Regions from separate parts of the Sus scrofa genome. Here region 1 is linked to region 2. Evidence: chromatin contacts called from public HiChIP or PLAC-seq data. All regions are on one chromosome and are shown on one strand. Each heading gives the region's core, a stretch centred on a gene start, on an enhancer-like site or on the middle of the called end of the contact. The rest is flanking DNA. Distances are from core to core; before and after follow the strand shown.

Evidence for each region. HiChIP or PLAC-seq counts read pairs in DNA pulled down with a chosen protein or histone mark.
Region 1: a contact with region 2 is called in an H3K27ac HiChIP or PLAC-seq map of alveolar macrophages. The contact joins the promoter of GLOD4 here to the enhancer-like site in region 2. A contact is called at or near these places in 10 of 47 Hi-C or Micro-C datasets (alveolar macrophages, brain, embryonic fibroblasts and 7 more) and 1 of 2 datasets of contacts at active chromatin or transcription factors (alveolar macrophages).

What each region holds. Positions count from the first base shown.
Region 1 is chr12:47,085,745-47,089,036 of Sscrofa11.1, reverse strand. GLOD4 (glyoxalase domain-containing protein 4) reads right to left here and starts at 1,606. Exons shown (of 10, transcript XM_003131815.5): 1 at 1,451-1,606. The coding sequence starts at 1,540. It overlaps MRM3 (rRNA methyltransferase 3, mitochondrial), which reads left to right and starts at 1,644. Exons shown (of 4, transcript XM_021067529.1): 1 at 1,644-1,979; 2 at 2,243-2,429.
Region 2 is chr12:46,860,368-46,863,812 of Sscrofa11.1, reverse strand. All of the region lies in intron 15 of ABR (active BCR-related), which reads right to left. Among named protein-coding and RNA genes, the nearest start is that of TIMM22, 41 kb to the left of the region's middle. Within about 2 kb of position 1,557, at least 6 of the 83 cell types and tissues checked have an H3K27ac peak or open chromatin away from gene starts, as enhancers often do. A contact at or near this core is called in alveolar macrophages, skeletal muscle and subcutaneous adipose tissue, where this site is marked.

The sequences.
Region 1 (3,292 bases), core at 357-2,856, 230 kb before region 2:
GTCCACCATTCCATTTCTAAAAGGGCCAAATCATCAGCTACGGAAGTCACCCACCAGCAGTGCATCTTGAGAGGAATTCAGGATGGAGAAAAACAAGAAGCATTCTGTTTTCAATACTGGAACTAGATACTTAAGATGCATATCTAAGGAATAATTTCTTTTTGGGGGTCCACGCCCACGGCATGCGGATGCTAGGCCAGCGATCAAACCTGAGCCACAGGAGCAACGACCAGAGTCGCTGCAGTGACTCTGCCCAATCCTTAACCTGCTGTGCCACAAAAGAACTCCTCTAAAGAGTTCCTGCTACTGCCCAGCAGGTTAAAAGTCCAAATGCAGTGGCTTGGGTCACTGTGGAGGTGGGGGATCAATCCCCTGCCCGGCAGAGTGAGTTAAAGGCTCGGACTCAATCCCTGGCCAAGGAACTTCCATATGCCACAGGTGGGGCCATAAAAAGAAAAAAAAAAAAAAAAAAAAGAAAGAAAAGAAAATGAGAACTCCTTTAAGGAATAATTTCAATGAACCCAGAACCCATCTTCCCATACACAGAAAAGCACTAAAACCATCAACTTGAGTTGTCCGTTTCTGTGACTAGCAGTATTCTTTTGATGTTCGACTACCTAATTTTGGGTCCCCCCCCAGTAAAAAAATCTCATATATATTCTAGCTCCTCTCCCACCCCTTCAGAACAGTTCCTCAGTTATCTGAGAGGCTGTCTTCCAAGCTATAGTCCTCAGTCAGGTCCCCAAATAAAACTTAATTCAAAAACTTTAGGTCGTGCGTTTTTCTTTCCACTGATAACATCTAAAATCCCTGCTTATCGGGAGCTTCCCCATGGCTTCCACCTGCCCTAGCCACTCAGGCGATCCCTGCAGAATCAATCGCAGCTGCTCAGAGCTGGAGACAACCCACTTCCAGGTATTGCAGAGGAGAATGGGTTCTGACTTCACACTTAGATCTGGACTCTTGGGAGGAATGTTGGAGCATTCACTCAGATAAACTGAGTGGGTGACCATTCAAAAGAGACCATTCAAACCAGCCCCCAAAGAAGCTGAACTCTGAATATGCTGATATCTAAGCCGAAAGGGTCCAAACTAGGAGAGTTCACTGCAAGGGGTATTATATAACTTTTTGTTTACTTTCTTTTCCAATAGATTGGAAGCGTCAGGAAAAAACATCTGTGAATAAGCTTAAATGAAAGACGTGTGCGGGCACACAGCCGCTGACTAATAAGTGTAAGCCCGCTTTCAAAGTTCTTCTAACTCAAGCCGCCACTCGCGATGCTTCCAGAAGCTGAGGCCCACAGAGCCAAAGGGAAGTCTCGGGGCTAAGGTCCGGAACCTGGGTTCCGGCTGAAATTCACATGACACCGGTGTCTCCCCTCGCCCGATCGGGTGGGGCTCAGCCACCCGCACCCTTCTCGCACGCCAGCCCCTCTCGGCCCCATCTGCACCTTCATCCCCAGGACATCACGATAGAAATATGCAGTCTGGAAGCGGTTTCCCACTTTGAACACGAAGTGCAGAGCTCTGCGAGTCGCCATGACCGCGGACACCACCCACCTCTCACGCTTACGGCGCCGCACCGCCCACGGATGACGCAGCTGCCGGTGACGTCACTAGCCGCCGCCGGCGCGCTTTCAAGACGAAGCCCAAGGTGCGGGGCAAGATGGCGGCGCTGGTGCAGCGCGTGGGTTGGGCCACGCGAACATTGCTGCTGGTAACGCGAGCTCGGGACCTCGGCGCGCGGCGCGGGGTCCGGGCGCTGCGGCGGAGCCCGGTGAAAGTGCTGTTTCCATCTGGTCAGGCCGTGGAGCGGAAGCCCGGGCCCGGGAAGCAGCCCCGGAAGGCGGCTGCGGAGGCCAGTTCCCGCGAGCAGCGACTGAATCAGCCGCTTCAGGTTCCCGCATCCCAGACGCCCAGCACCTGGGAAGAGTCGGGGCTTCGCTACGATAAGGCTTTCCCCGGGGACAAAAGGCTGAGGTGATGTGTTCCTGAGGCTTGTCGAATATTCTTGTTTCTCTTCCCTTCTCACAGCGAGGCATTGACCTCTTTCCTCCGGTTGGAGGACTTTTTGAAGCACAACTGCTGGTTTTTGTTCTGCGTGGAAGGCAGAATTAAGTGTCTTTCTGGAATTCTAGTTCATTTGTTCCTTTTTCTGTGAAGGGCTTTATGTCTGTTAGAATTAGATGTGTCTCCGTAACGAGCATGTTGGTAATTACCTGTCTTTTTGTTTCCACCCACAGTAGTGTGATGACAATAGTTAAATCCAGGCCATTTCGGGAAAAGCAAGGGAAGATCCTGCTGGAAGGTCGTAGGCTGATTGCAGACGCTCTCAAGGCTGGTGCTGTGCCAAAAATTTTCTTCTTCAGCCGTCTAGAATACATAAAGGAGCTACCCATTGAGAAACTTAAAGGTGTTAGCCTCATTAAGGTGAAGTTTGAGGATATCAAGGATTGGTCCGACCTAGTAACACCACAAGGAATCATGGGTCAGTGGTTATCCAGTGTGTCTCTAGTAAGTAGAGACCCAGGGATATGTGTTCCTAGTTGTCTCAGCGCAACAGAGTTTATTTAAACCGAATTCAAAGTATCACTGTGCTTAACCTTTTTGTTAAGACACCCAGAAAAATATAGTTCTCAAATCTGTGCATCTTGTATTTTCAGTGGAAACTGAAACCAGTTTTATGTCATTTGTGTCATGAGTTTTTTATGGTCCCTAGGAATAATCACTGTCCTTCAGACCTTATTTTTTGCGGGGGGGGGGGTCACTTTTTCAATCTTTAATGTCCAGTTAAAAATTGAGAAAATGTTTATTAAAAAGATTTACTTGGAGTTTGCATTGTGGCTCAGTGGTTAACGAATTCACCTAGGAACCATGAGGTTTTGGGTTTGATCCCTTGCCTTGCTCAGTGGGTTAAGGATCCGGCGTTGTCGTGAGTTGTGGTGTAGGTTGCAGACGCAGCTTGGATCCCGCGTTGCTGTGGCTCTGGCGTAGACCAGCAGCTACAGCTCCGATTCGACCCCTAGCCTGGGAACCTCCATATGCCGAGGGAGCGACCCTAGAAAAGGCAAAAAGACCAAAAAAAAAAAAAAAAAAAGATTTACTTACCCTCCATTTCCACAAAACCTCTGCCAGTTTGGTGATACCTATGCTGTATCATTGACTGTCTTATTCTAGAAGCAGATCTGAGCAATAAGCTGCAATTTATCACCCTCTTAAGCACATTGAACAGGAAACCGTGGCTTCATTTGATTGAATTCAACTAAGAATCCTAATAGACTGTGTTGTTTGTT
Region 2 (3,445 bases), core at 308-2,807:
GGTAACAAATCCGACTAGCATCCATGAGGATGCGGGTTTCATCCTTGGCCTCGATCAGTGGGTTAAGGATCTGGCACTGCTGTGAGCTATGGGGTAGGTCGCAGATGCAGCTCAGATCTGGCATTGGGGTGGCCGTGGTGTAGGCCGGCAGCTGTAGCCCCGATTAGACCCCTAGCCTGGGAACCTCCATATGCCGTGGGTACGGCCCTAAAAAGACAAAAGACAAAAGACAAAAAAAAAAAAAAAAGAAAGTCTAAGACGGCAACAACCCAAATGTCCACTGATGAGACTCGTGGTTGCCGAGGGGGATGGATGGGGAACTTGGGGTTAACAGATGCAGACTATGGCCTTTGGAACAGATAAGCAATGAGATCCTGCTGTGTAGCACTGGAAACTATATCTAGTCACTTATAATGGAGCATGATAATGCGAGAAAAAAGAATCTATACACGTATGTCTAACTGGGCCACCATGCTGTACAGTAAAAAAAACTGACAGAACACTGTAAACCAGTTATGATGGAAAAAATAAAAATTATATATATATATAAAAACAAATGCCCATTGCTGAATGAATGGGTAAACAAAATGCAGTCTGTACATATAACATGATTTGGCCTTAAAAGGAAGGAATTTCTGACACACGCTGCTATAGCACATAGATGGACTCTAAAGACACTTGGCTAAGTGAGGTACGCCAGTCACCGAAGGACAAATGCTTGTAGGAGTCCGCTCACACGAGGCACCTAGAATCATCAGATTCATAGACAGTAGGATGCTGGTTGCCAGGGGTGGGAAGGAGGAATGGAAATTTACTGTTTAACGGCTATGGAGCTTCTTTTTTTTTTTTTTTTTTTTTTTTTTTGGTCTTTTCTAGGGCTGCTTCCAAGGCACATGGAGATTCCCAGGCCAGGGGTCCAATCGGAGCTGTAGCCACCGGCCTACGCCAGAGCCACAGCAACTCGGGATCTGAGCCGCGTCTGCAACCTACACCACAGCCCACGGCAATGCCAGATTGTCAACCCACTGAGCAAGGCCAGGGATTGAACCCACAACCTCATGGTTCCTAGTTGGATTCGCTAACCACTGCGCCACGATGGGAACTCCGGCTATGGAGCTTCTGTTTGGGAAGATGAAAAGCTCTGGAGATGGATGGTAGTGACGGCTGCACAACAACAAGGTGAATGTACTTAGTTAATGCCGTCGAACTGGACACCTAAAAATTATTAAAACTGGAAATTTCACAGCACATGTGTTTTACCACAGTGGAACAAAAAAGTAAGAGGGTCCAGCTATTGTCACATGGGCCCATCTGGGCTCTGAGAACACTCCCAGTCCTGAAGGCAGGGGACTGGCCTCATGACCTGCTCCTGAGCAGCATTTAGATAGCTCTGACGCCTCCCAAGCTTCCAAGTGGCCAGGTCAAGAATGTCAGAGAAATAACCCTCCTCTCCCCGTCAGACTCAGGCTCCAAGTTCCAGATGGGAAGAGGACAGAGGGCGAGGCTCCCATCAGGCCTGAATGTTGCAATGGGGGTATGTGTGTCAGGGAGGAGTCACCACCCCAGGCATCAGGACAGCTAGAGCTTCCTTCTTGGCCTGGAACCCTGCCCCTTCTTACCCAGGGTCTTGAGCTCTTCTTTGCCCAGGGAGGGTCACCTCGGCTGGCTCACAGAAAGCGTACCTGACTCTCATGGGGGGTGGGGGCGGAGGGGTAGGTGGGATGGACAGAGCCCAAGATGGGGGGCTGTCCCCAAGGCCTGTGGCTGAGCTGGGGAATGGGGGAATGGGGCAGGAAGGGGATCCAAAGTCTCAGACCCCTCTCTGGTCTCAGGGAAGTGGCAAGAACTGAGCTGTGAGGTCCTGGGGGAACCCAGAAGAACGCTCCCCTCTGGCCCAGCCAGTCAACAAGAGCTGGATCCTGGGAATATGCTAATCAGCCAGTGAGTAGGTCCCAGTTGGGGACAGCACATCTGGAGCCGGGAGCAGCATGGTTGGAAATAGACTGGGATAAACATAGCAGAGTCTCCTGGGGCCACGGAGTCCAGGCAGAGGAAGGGGGGGCCTCCTGGCTGAGGGGTTCCTGCGCTGGGCAGGGCCGGGGCAGCAAGGAGGCGGCAGGCAGGGCGGGGGTGGAATGGGGGGGGGCCGGTCGGGATGAAGAAGCCGGGAAGGAAGGGGGGCTCCCGGCCCTGGAAGAGGAAGAGTACGCCAAGCTGATGGGATCTTCCGCTAGATTTGCCGTGTTACAGTGACAAAGGGCAGAACCCCGAGAGTCACAAGTCAGCCTCCGCTCATTCACTCATGTGTCAACAGGTGACCAGGCACGACCCACCTGGGATCGCCCTGAATCGGGAGCCTTTGCTCAGCCACCGAGCCGTGTGAATGGCCATGTCGCCCACTCTTTCTGGTCCCAGCTTTCCCCACCCCCAGGAGCAGGACTGGATGAAATGCCCCCCCGGCCCAACCCCAGGAATCTTTCTGGCCAAAACCCTGTCGATCCTTCTTCTTTCATTCATTCCTCCAGCCTCCTGCCTTGCTCACAGCCCCTCCGGCTCAGGGCGGCGGAGCCTTCATTTCCCGGGACACTCCCTGTGCATTCCTGCCTCCGTGCCCTTGGCCACGAGGGCTCTTCCCCCAAATGCCCACCCCACTCCTTTCTGCTGATCTGCCTGCCCACCTTGCTAGAATAACAGAGCCTCAAAATGGCAATTAACATGCTGGCCATTCTGTAAAATGATTTTTCCGAGGCATTTTTGACAATGTAACAAAAATGGTAATTATAAAGACCACATACCGCACTGGAAAAAAAGGGGAGGTTTGTGATAATATTACGTGAAAATAGAAAAAAAAAAGACAAACTACACACCATGATTAAAACCATAGAGAACTCTGTACAGCCGGGGAAGGGAGAGGGCACAAAGTCAAATGACTGCTCCAGAGGAGTGGGGGTAGGGATGGTTTCCGATTATGTTTCAAGTCTCTCTATTATTATTGCGATTCTCTTTCTACTATAAACCCTGCTTTTGGAAGTCAAAAAACCCGGTGCTCTCAAGTCCCTTTACTCCACCTCCTCCTGGAAGCCTCCCGAGCTCCAGCCCAGGACATCTTTCCTTGTTTGAATTCCTGCAGCACAAGTTTCCATCATCCTAGGCAGGGGACCCACAGGAGACAGGAGAGCCGCTGGGGAGGGCAAGGTGGGCGCCGCTTCCAGCCCGGGCTCTCCTGGCCTTGGGCAGGTTACCCGACCCTTGCGTGCCTCAGCTTTCTCGTCTTTAAAACTGTGACCGCTTTCCTACTCTGGAGGGTGTTGTGAAGATCCCCTGAGCAAGAGCCCCGTGCAGGGCTCACAGAAAGTTCTCTGATGTGACCACCCTCCCCTTCATCCCCATCAGCATCGCTGTCACTGTCACTGTCCTGCCTTGTTCTCCAGCAGGCTGGCCTACA